Regions from separate parts of the Anas platyrhynchos genome. Here region 1 is linked to region 2. A link is a contact called in public Hi-C data. All regions are on one chromosome and are shown on one strand. The core of a region is the stretch at or near the end of the contact, and the rest is flanking DNA. Distances in the headings are between cores, read along the strand shown. Region 1 has its middle 12 kb from the start of CAPRIN1. Region 2 holds the start of LMO2 (LIM domain only 2).

Evidence for each region. Hi-C and Micro-C count contacts between places; a contact is called where the count stands out from the background.
Region 1: a contact with region 2 is called in a Hi-C map of subcutaneous adipose tissue, with 4 times the contacts expected there. The contact joins the enhancer-like site here to the promoter of LMO2 in region 2. A contact is called at or near these places in 5 of 8 Hi-C or Micro-C datasets (F1 follicle, liver, skeletal muscle and 1 more).

What each region holds. Positions count from the first base shown.
Region 1 is chr5:48,746,278-48,751,538 of IASCAAS_PekinDuck_T2T, forward strand. No RefSeq gene overlaps it. Among named protein-coding and RNA genes, the nearest start is that of CAPRIN1, 12 kb to the right of the region's middle. Within about 2 kb of position 3,499, at least 2 of the 8 cell types and tissues checked have an H3K27ac peak or open chromatin away from gene starts, as enhancers often do. A contact at or near this core is called in subcutaneous adipose tissue, where this site is marked.
Region 2 is chr5:48,712,203-48,716,770 of IASCAAS_PekinDuck_T2T, forward strand. It overlaps LMO2 (LIM domain only 2), which reads right to left and starts at 1,897. Exons shown (of 4, transcript XM_027458601.3): 1 at 1,415-1,897; 2 at 1,143-1,311. The coding sequence starts at 1,421.

The DNA.
Region 1 (5,261 bases), core at 2,249-4,748, 36 kb after region 2:
AATTCATCATATACTTCAAATGGACATTAGGTTAGTAAATGAGTTGAAGCATGTGACAATGGAAGATCTAAATTTCACATTATGCAAATGATACTGCATAATTGTCAGATAAATGAAGTAAAGATGATTCTCTTAGCTAATTGACAAAGTCGCTGCAGTCAACTTGTGTTTAAAAATCTATCAGTAAGAAGAAGTATTTCTCTCTTGGAAAGAAGGACAAAATAAATAGTCTTTTAAAATATGCATAGGAGGGTTTAAATGGTACTATGGAAAAGTAGGAAAAAATAAAAACACATTCTTAGCCAAAAGCTTAAAGTATGAAAGCATGTATGAAAGAAAACATTAATACTCTATAGGCCAGACATGGTGGCATTAAGTAACAGATATCTGAATATGGCTGATGTAGGACTTCCAAAGGTAACAGGCATTATACGAACTAAGAATGACAGAAATTGGGAACAGGCAAGGATGTCAAGCCAAGGTTTGAGACCAGCTACAATGGAAAAATGTCGAGGGATCCTGGAAAAGGGGCTCAGATGAGAGAACACCAAAGATGTTCATGCACACACACAACACCAACAGCTGTGCTGTGCAGAAACTGGCCTCCAAGTACGTGGCTGGACATTTCTTACAGGAATGTGACTGAACTGGATTTGGCAGATGCATAAGCACTGGACAAGGATGTTATACTACTCCTGAGTTTGCACAAATAAGCCAGGAAAGAAGACATATTGAAATTTATGCCTTGGCCAAATTCCAACTCAATTAATTACAAACTGCTTTTTAAAATTCCCCCTGAAGTTTCAGCTAGATGATATTTATTCCTTGCATGTCCTATGAGGCTGAGAAGTGTTGCAGCCTACTGCAGAGCTACCCTTCACACAAAGCACGATTTCTGTGTGCAATTCTTATGTCAGGTCAAGTTTGTGAAGGCCTTGGGAACCTTGAAAATGGGAAGTGTTGGCAGCCCGAATATGATGGAGCCACAGAAAAACAGCAGTAGTCACTATGCTATAAATCTTCCTGCTGTGCAATGTGTTGGTGAGGGTGCTCATAAAACCTCACATCTGCCTTCTAGTGGATAAAATACAGGAGAGAATTGCAACAGAAAAGGAAGAGAGAAACAACTGACAAGAGAAGTGGTTTTGGATTCCACAGCATAACTATTAACAAGCCCTGAAAATCAAATGCAAGCAAAAATCCGGTATTTTTTTTTACTCATAGCAATGACTGTTGCATTCACTTCTCACCTTTACTCCATTTGGCACTGAAGCTAATTAGGATATTTACATTGATTACCAAATTCCCATGTTTTAAAATGGAGCCAACACTATGTGGAAGCTCTGCAATACTGAAATGTTCAGTACAGAACTGATTTTGATTACTACAGACAGGTCTTTCTACATAAACTCTTGGCCATATTATGAATAACTTTGCCACTAATACAAAGAACAGAAAGAAATGTCTTTCCCGACAGGAGGCCTTTCAAGAAGGTGGTTTTCAAACTAACATAAGAAGTAGTGCATAGGAAATGCAGATTGCCACACAATTTTTCTTTAAGTAAGCAATCAGTGCTCAGGTTGGCTTCCAAACAACTTCAGTATCTGCAGCTTATGCTGATGTTCTGTAAACCTGCAAATTAGACTAATGATAGATTAGCCTCAAAATCAATGAGTGCAAATGTAAAGACTCCTCTAAGCTTGATTAACGTGTCCCCAAATCTATATATTTCTGCATTCTAGAAATTACAAATGAGTCCAATGGTTTCTGGATGAGAGGAGCAAGAGAAAAGCAAGTTAAAATTTTATGGAATTATTTTCAAGCAGAAGACTTTCGTTAAGCTTCTTCTGATACAGATATTGTCTGTACATGTACATGTACATGTAGGAGAATAAAAAATTGGTGAAACCACCTTCCAAGTAGATGCTTCTTCTGTTTTTGTGAAGGAAGAGCCCCTGACAACCATGCAAGCTAGGATTAGCTGGCTGGGGAGTAGCTCTGCTGAAAAGGACCTGAGTGACGTGGTGGACAATAAGCTGAATATGGGCCTGGCAGCAAAGAATACAGATCATGGGCTATGTTCAGAGGAGCACTGCTTGCCCGGAGAGGTTGTGCAGTCCAGCCTTAGAGGTTTGAGAGATTGGACTAGAGATCTTCCGAGATCCCTTCCAACCTGAACTATTCTCTGATTCTCTGGTTTCAGGGTTCCCAGTGTATAAAAATTATCTACAGTCAAAGGGTTTTGAGATGTTCTGCTAGATGAGAACCACTTCTGAGCCTTACCTGTTGACTCCTTAACCATGTATTTATCTAGCAATTGGCAGACTCTGCAGCAGAAAAGGAATACCAGAGAACATCTGGTTTGGGCAGAAGGGACTTCATTTTGTTGTTGTAACTTAGGAAGTGAGTAGGGTAGGGTACAGACAATGAAGAGCTGTCCAATACAGTATATTCCAGATTTTTTTTTTCTTTTCACTCAATTAAATGTGTCCACTGTGTCTAAAGGAGGGCAACAAAGATGGTGAAGCGTGTGAATGGAAAGATGTGTGAAGTGGTTGAGGTCCCTTGGTTTGCTCAGCCCCGAGCAGAGCAGGCTGAGGGGAGGCCTCATGGCGGCCTGCAGCTCCCTCACGAGGGGAGCGGAGGGGCAGGCGCTGAGTTTTGCTCTCTGGGGACAGCGACAGGACCTGAGGGAACGGCATGGAGCTGGGACAGGGGAGGGTCAGGCTGGGTGTTAGGGAAAGGTTCTGCACCCAGAGGGTGGTCGGGCACTGGGACAGGCTCCCCAGGGCAGCTTTCACGGCACTGAGCCTGCTAGTGCTCAAAAAGCGTTCAGATAACACTCTTGGACACATGGTCTGAGTTTGGGGTGGTTCTGAGTAGAGCTGTGAGTTGGACTCGATGATCCTTGTGGGTCCCTTCCAACTCAGGAAGTTCTATGACTCTATGACTCTATGTCAGGTAGTCAAGGGGATGAGTTTTCAGAGGCCTCAGGAAACTGAGAGAGGTCAGTTATATAACAAACATTTTAGAAGTGCAGAACCATAAAAAGAGAGTCCACGGCAACTGCTGTGGGACACTAATTTGGTGTAAAAATACATAATCTCTGGCAGCAGTGAGAAGCAGAGTGGCAGAGCTGTTTTCTGAGATATTTGTCCCATTCCCTTCCATCTTGCTTCTCTTAGCTTTCCCTTTTTCTTCAAGGAGCTCACTTGCTGGCTTCAGCCACATCCCCATTTATTCCCCAGACACACCAGTGGGTGTGCAGGTTTTATGGCATATCAGCTGCTGTAAATGAAAGGACATTGAAAAGTCGAGAATTGCCTCCATTCCCTCTTTATGTCCGATGCTGCCTGTGTTGGCAGAAGAAAGTCGTTTCATGCTTTCCGTATAGAATGGGTGACTCTTCCCAGCCCCGTCCCCCTCTGAGGCTTGTCGCTTTTGGCCCTCCAGGCGAGGAGCCCAGGCAGCGCAGAGCAGTCCTCAGAGTTTTCAAAAACAGATTTTTAAAACAGCTTTTCAGCGCTCTCTAGTGGTTAAAATAACAAATGCTTTAAATGTCACCTATCACCTTTTCAACCTTATTTTAATTAATAAATTTCTTATAATGATTCATGTATCTCCAAGCTAAAAGAATGGTTTAAAATTATGGTTATAATTATTTTTATAATTATAATATTAATTATAATTTACTAATGGGCATTAGAACAGTGTTTTTCACTACACAAAGCCCCAAAAGTGAATTGATGTTGGATTAGATGATCTTTAAAGGTCTCTTCCAACTTAAACCATTCTTTGATCCTATGATTCTATGAACCTAATATAATGATTGTGTGTCAAGTATGGTTTTTGTTTTTCTTTGGCCAACTAACTAACTGCAGTTTTCATCCTCGACTCTGCTTGCAAAGATCTGTGGTCACTAAAAATTCACATTACCCACAGATATGAACTCATTCCTTACTGCATATTTTACCACATATTTTAGGTTTCCATACTAAACCACTTACTATAATAGCCATTCAAACTTCTCGTAGAAGCCCTGAATGTATGTCACAGAAAATGCTAATTCTCATTTCACATCAGAAAGCAAAGTTGAGAAAGAACTGGGTGACCCAGTTATGGAAATCTGGCAGCTCCAAGTCCAAAGGACAGATTAAAGTAAGAAACATGCAGCAGACAGTAATGACAAAATGCTTGTGTGGTTTTTGAATAATTAATAGATCACAAGCCTGTGTCCAAGTGAATATTTGCATGAAACTTTATTTACAAACCTTTTCAAATGTTAATTGTAACCTGCCTTGCAAAAACAAACATACTGGTTCACAGACATGCTATTTGAATTTATTTATTTTTTTTTCCTACACTCTGTTTATTTTAAAATTATGTCTTCTTATTTGTCTGGCTTCCTTGTCAGTTACTACCTTAAGCATCATCATGTTCATCGCTTTAACCATCAGACTGCTTTTCAAGTAGTCTGAAGGAACCTGGAATGTTGCTCCAATAACAACCCCACACAAAAACACTGGGTCATGTAAAGCCCTGTGTGAGTATCGTATCCCCAGTTCTTCATTCCAAACCACATGTTTTGCAGATGTATATTTTGATGCAGTATTCATTCATTGCAATTTATGTAAATATGTATCTTCCTTAATACAAGAACTCTAAGTAATAATCTGCCAAATAATGGCATTTCTACGTGCTCTGAGTTTTGGACCTGCTGAGCTTCTGACGTGGTACTAACCACGTCCAGCATTTCTCCAAATTACAACATCTTTTTCTGACTTTCTGGCAGCAAGTTGTTGTCCTTAAATTATTCAGCGCTCCCCTTTCTCCTGTCTCATCTTCCATTCCATCTTCTTCAAAGATGTTGTGCTTCCCTGGTGGTAAATCCTTTTGCAGAAGGGGTATTGCCCTGGCAGCCACACTGCCCCATAACAGGAGACAAGGTCTGATCTGGCTCCTTTGAGCTGCAGTGCTGCATGTTGCTACGATTGTTGACATTCAGTGCATTCGCAAAGGGAAAAGGCAAACTGAATTGTTTCACCACTGAAACGCTTCCTCTAGCTTGCTGTTGGACTCAGGCTTTATCCCTTTCTTGCAACTGTGTTTTTTACTGCTGCCAAATGCAGGTCTTGGCTCTTGTCATGAACTCTTCAGGTCTTGCAAGGCCTCCCATTCCCACATGGTGTCTGTTACAGAAGTGGTGATGTGCCATGAAACTTGGTGGGCCTCTGAGGAGTTGTTACAGGCACGCCTCCAAA
Region 2 (4,568 bases), core at 647-3,146:
GGTGCTTGGGAATCATGAGCCAGTTCTCTGAAAGCCCTAAACTCCGGAACAGCCTGGCGGATGTTTACGCAGAGCAGAATTTCTGTTTTCTGCATTAGCTGTTTGATGTCCATAGACTTCTAAGCCAGCGCCTAATTCACTAGAACACACAGTACGTAAATAAATAAATGCTACTAAAACGGTACGGTTCAGACCCAGGCATCTTATACCTAGGAGCTTAGATTATCATTCTGAAAAGATTGCATAAAATAGGAAAAAATGTAGCATATAAAAAGTGAAAAGCAACATGGCATGAATTGATTTAATACACCAAACAGTTCCCATGTGTTCACTTGGGGCTTCGAGAGATGGCATTTTTAATATCTCACAGGAAACAAACCACGAATGGCTAAACTTTCCTAAGAGCAATGTTTTAAGCGTTATCTGAAAACGGAGATTTTATTTTTCTCTCTCTCTCTTATCGTGATTGCCGACGAGCGTAGCTGCGGCTATGGGGAGGCGCGGTGCTGTGCTGCCCTGCCGAGCCCGGGGCTGGGGGCTGCAGGTGCGGAGGGGCTGGCACCCATCCTGGCACCCATCCTGGCACCCATCCTGGCACCTTCATCCTGGCACCTGCCTGCACAGCACCGCCTGGGGACCCTGCACAGCGCCAGGGTCCGGCCCTGGGTGGGAAACGCGGAGGGCAATTCTCGTCCCCCGCACCCCGTCCATCACATCTCTCCGCATGCCCTTCGCAGCACAGCCACCCCCAGCGGTTTCTCCGAGCCCTTGAAAGTTGCAAAGTGCCTCGCATGCTGAAAATGTGGAAGTGGGGCACCCGCACAGCACAGCCCTGACCTTTCGCTCTGATCGGCGGCGGAGAGCCCCCTCCGAGGGGCCGCCGGCTCCAGCCCGGGCGAGCCCCGCTCCCGCCGCCTCTCGGAGCGGCTCCGGGCTCCTCCGCAGCCGCGGATGCCCCTCACGGCCGCCCGCTCCCCCGCCGCGGCTTCCCCGGGCTCCGCCGCCCGCTCCGCGCATCCGAGCCCGGCGGGGACCGGCCGAGGGGTGCCCGCGGCGGGGGTCCCCGGGGTGGGGGTGGGGGGGTCCCCGCGGCATCCCGGCGGCACGGCAAGGGGAGGTGCGGGAGGGAGGAGGCCACTTACTCGGAAGGATCGAGGCTCTTCCTCTCGATGGCCGATGACATTGGCAGGGATTGCTCCTTTGTAGTGTGCCGGTGGTGGGCTCTGCCCCCGCAGAGGCTGTCTGCTCTCGACGCCTTCTCGCCAGCCGAGTTCCCCCTCCGCCCCCCAATGACATTCACAGGATTTCCTCCTGCAACACCAAAGAGAGAGAGAGAGAGAGAGAGAGAGGAGGAACGGGGGCTGGGGCCGCCGCCCGGGGCCGGGTGTCCGCAGGCCGGCCCGCAGGCTCTCACCTCCCATCCTCGCCGCGCTCCTCCTGCGCGCCGGGCGGCGGGGCCGGGGGGGGGCTGCGGCCGCGGCCACCGCTGCCTGCCCCGCACCGCTCCGCTCCGCTCCGCTCCGCACCGCCCCGCACCGCGCAGCCCCCGGCAGCTCTCAGCACGCCCCCGGCAGAGGCGCGTGTGCCGCCGAGGTGCGGCTCGGCATCATTATTACGGCTCCTCTGGCTCGGCCCCGGGGCTCCGGTTTCATTTCCTTTTTCCTGATCACGATTCAAATACAATAGAAGGAAATCACACTTAAAGAGACAGCTGCCCGTTTCTTAACTGGACTCCCGGGGCTTTGGCAAGGCGAGCAGCAGCAGCGCCGCTCGCTCGGCTGCTTAAAGGGACACCCGGGGCGCTGCGCTTCCCTATCGCGACATGGTTTCGCAACGCTCCGCCGGCTGCCAGCCCAGGCTCACCCGAAGGGCTGCGAAGAAGCAGCCCCCGCTTCACGTTTTCGGCTGCTGCCCCCCCTCAGCCTGTCCATCCCTCGCACACGCACATGCCGCACGCACGGGGCTGGGAGATCTGCAGGGGAAAACGCTAGGGGAGAACCCAGGTGCCGTCCTTCTTCTACCTAGGGTGCAAACCGGCCAACTAAATGGGGTCTCGCTGCTATCCCATCGCGAGCACCCACGGCTGCCCGCTCCTAGGCGTCCCCGAGTCCTCGGGCAGCGATATAACCCCGTTAGGTCTCGACGCCGCCTGATGTCAGTGAGCTAAAAAAGCTCCAGAGTACCAGGTATTGATCTGCAGGGAGTCACAGAGGAGCTAAAGATGGGAAACTCTCGCCTCGGTGTCTCTATTTCCCCTCCCATCCTTCCTCTCCCCCTCCTCTCCATCAGCGCAGCACATCCCGGAAAGGAGCGGGTGAGAACTGTTACCGCAACTGGAGCATTTTCCAGCCTCTGTGGCATTAGATACTGGCGACTGCTGGGGGGCAGAAGCCTGGCTGAGACGAGCTGCTTGCCCTGCTAATTCCTTTAAAAACAGTCAGAAAAGATCTGCAATAACGCTCCGGCAGAAATACTTACTTAGCTTCTGTATTAATTCCCAGAGCAGAAATATGTTTGATGTCTATTTTTATGACTGCTTTCTATTTTTTTTTTTTTTTTCCGGCTTTTTGGCAGCTAGGGTTATAATATCTGAATTACATTAATGAGCCCGATTCGAAGATTAGTAATGTCAGCAGAAGGACTGTTATTCATTTCAAGGGGCTTTGAACCAAGCTCTCACAACACTTTAGAGCCATCACTGGTCATTAGAACACATCTTTCTTATTCTAAAAAAAAAAAATTATCTCTAACGTATTTCAAGTTATTACAGGATGACAGCCACTCTCATAACCGAACATTTCTGTTAAAGGAACAGCCTCCTTTGTTAGGTTCCAGACAGGATGATGAATATTTCATTTCTTACATATTTACACTGCCATCAGAAAAGTCAGATATAAACCTTTCAGGAAGACAGAAGAATTAAACTATTGCAAGGCACACACACACAAAAAAATTAACTGATAGGAAAATTATTAGGTTGGTTTAAAAAAATCAGAAATTGGACTTAAAGGTGGATCAAAACCAAGCATAAGAACTTCAAACATGTTTGAAGAAAGAAAAAAGAAAAAAAGTAATTTCTATGAGCTTGATTTATCCTAGCTCCATGTTTCAAGGTTTAATAAAGTATAAATCTGAGTCAAAAATTCCCTGATGATTGGGGTATTCATACTCTGAATAGCTCCTGATGGAATAATGTGAACAATTCTATAATGCCAGGTAAATTTTCTGGTTTCTGATGATGTAGTTGTGCATACTTTACAGCCATATTGGCATGCCACCTCTCTCCTATTCACTTTTCCAAAATTTACACAAAATTAACAACTTATGACACCTGTCCTACTATCTATTTAAAAGAGTTTGGCTGGTTCAGCTGCTTTGGTGAGGGACAGAAACATAGGCATTGGCACATTTCAGATCCAGAACAAACTTCCTAGAAAAGCCAATTGTTTAAGTGTAGTACTTGTGATGGTGCTGGTACCACTGCATGTTCCTCCAGACGCCACCTGCCTCCTAGTTTAAAAAGAATTGTAATAATCACTGCCAGGTTATTTCTTGTTTTCTCTCTCCTACAAAAGAGAGATGCTAGGCAAAGTAGTGTGGGTAGATTTAAGAAAATTGAATAAAAGCAGTCAATCTGCTGGTTCATAGCAAAAAAAATGGGTTGCTCCACCATGTTTAGTGGGACAGTGCTTGAGGTCAATCTGCTTAAAAAAACAGCAATCAGGAAATGCTGCGTGAGGATTAAAGTTGTCGTGGTGTCTTGAACAAACTGCACAGCAAAGACACCAGGCATCACTTGGCTCCATACATCAGGAGGGGTAAAAGCCAAAGCGTTGTTTTGCAAGCACCAGTGTGGCAGAAGATAAGCAGAAGCTGCCAAGGGCAGTGTCCTGCCCTATGGGTGAGTACCAAACTGCTGTTGGCTTTTGCCCAAATGTAATTTCTGTAAGCACTTTTTCTTCAGCTTTCGGGGTTGGTCTTTACTGAAAGTTCCCACTGGATTCACAGTAAAAGCCCAGCAAGAAGGTCTTTGGCCTTCTAAGCAGGAGCCGTGTCTTCTAATGCCTTTGGGGATCAAAACTGTATGCTTTCTGGGGAGACAATTCAATTTTCCTGTATTGGGTTTATACATAACAGATTCTCACTCTGGACAGCGAAACTTGGTATGCCCACCTGAGGAGCCCTGGGTCCTACCAGAACAGCTGGCCAGTAATGAAGAGTGGCTTCTTTTTTCTATCTCTGGCAGGTCCCTTAATACCTCTGTGCCTCAGTTTTCCCATCTGTAAATATTTACTTCCCTCAGCAGAATTGCTTGTTGATTTACTTTTGCCTCCTGCTGAATAATGTTCACAAAGACAAAGTGTTATTCAGTGCTAGAATATGTGGTGCCTACATTTCCTGCACGGGGACAAAAAGACTAGTACTATTTTTAGTGAAGGCTTTTCTTTCCATTGTCCCTTTCTCTGTGAGGCCGTATTTTCCAGTGGTGTATTTTTTTTTTTTTTTAGTGCAGCTTTTTGTGTTCACTGATGGATTAAAGATCATGAGGGATGACTCTTGGTTTCAAT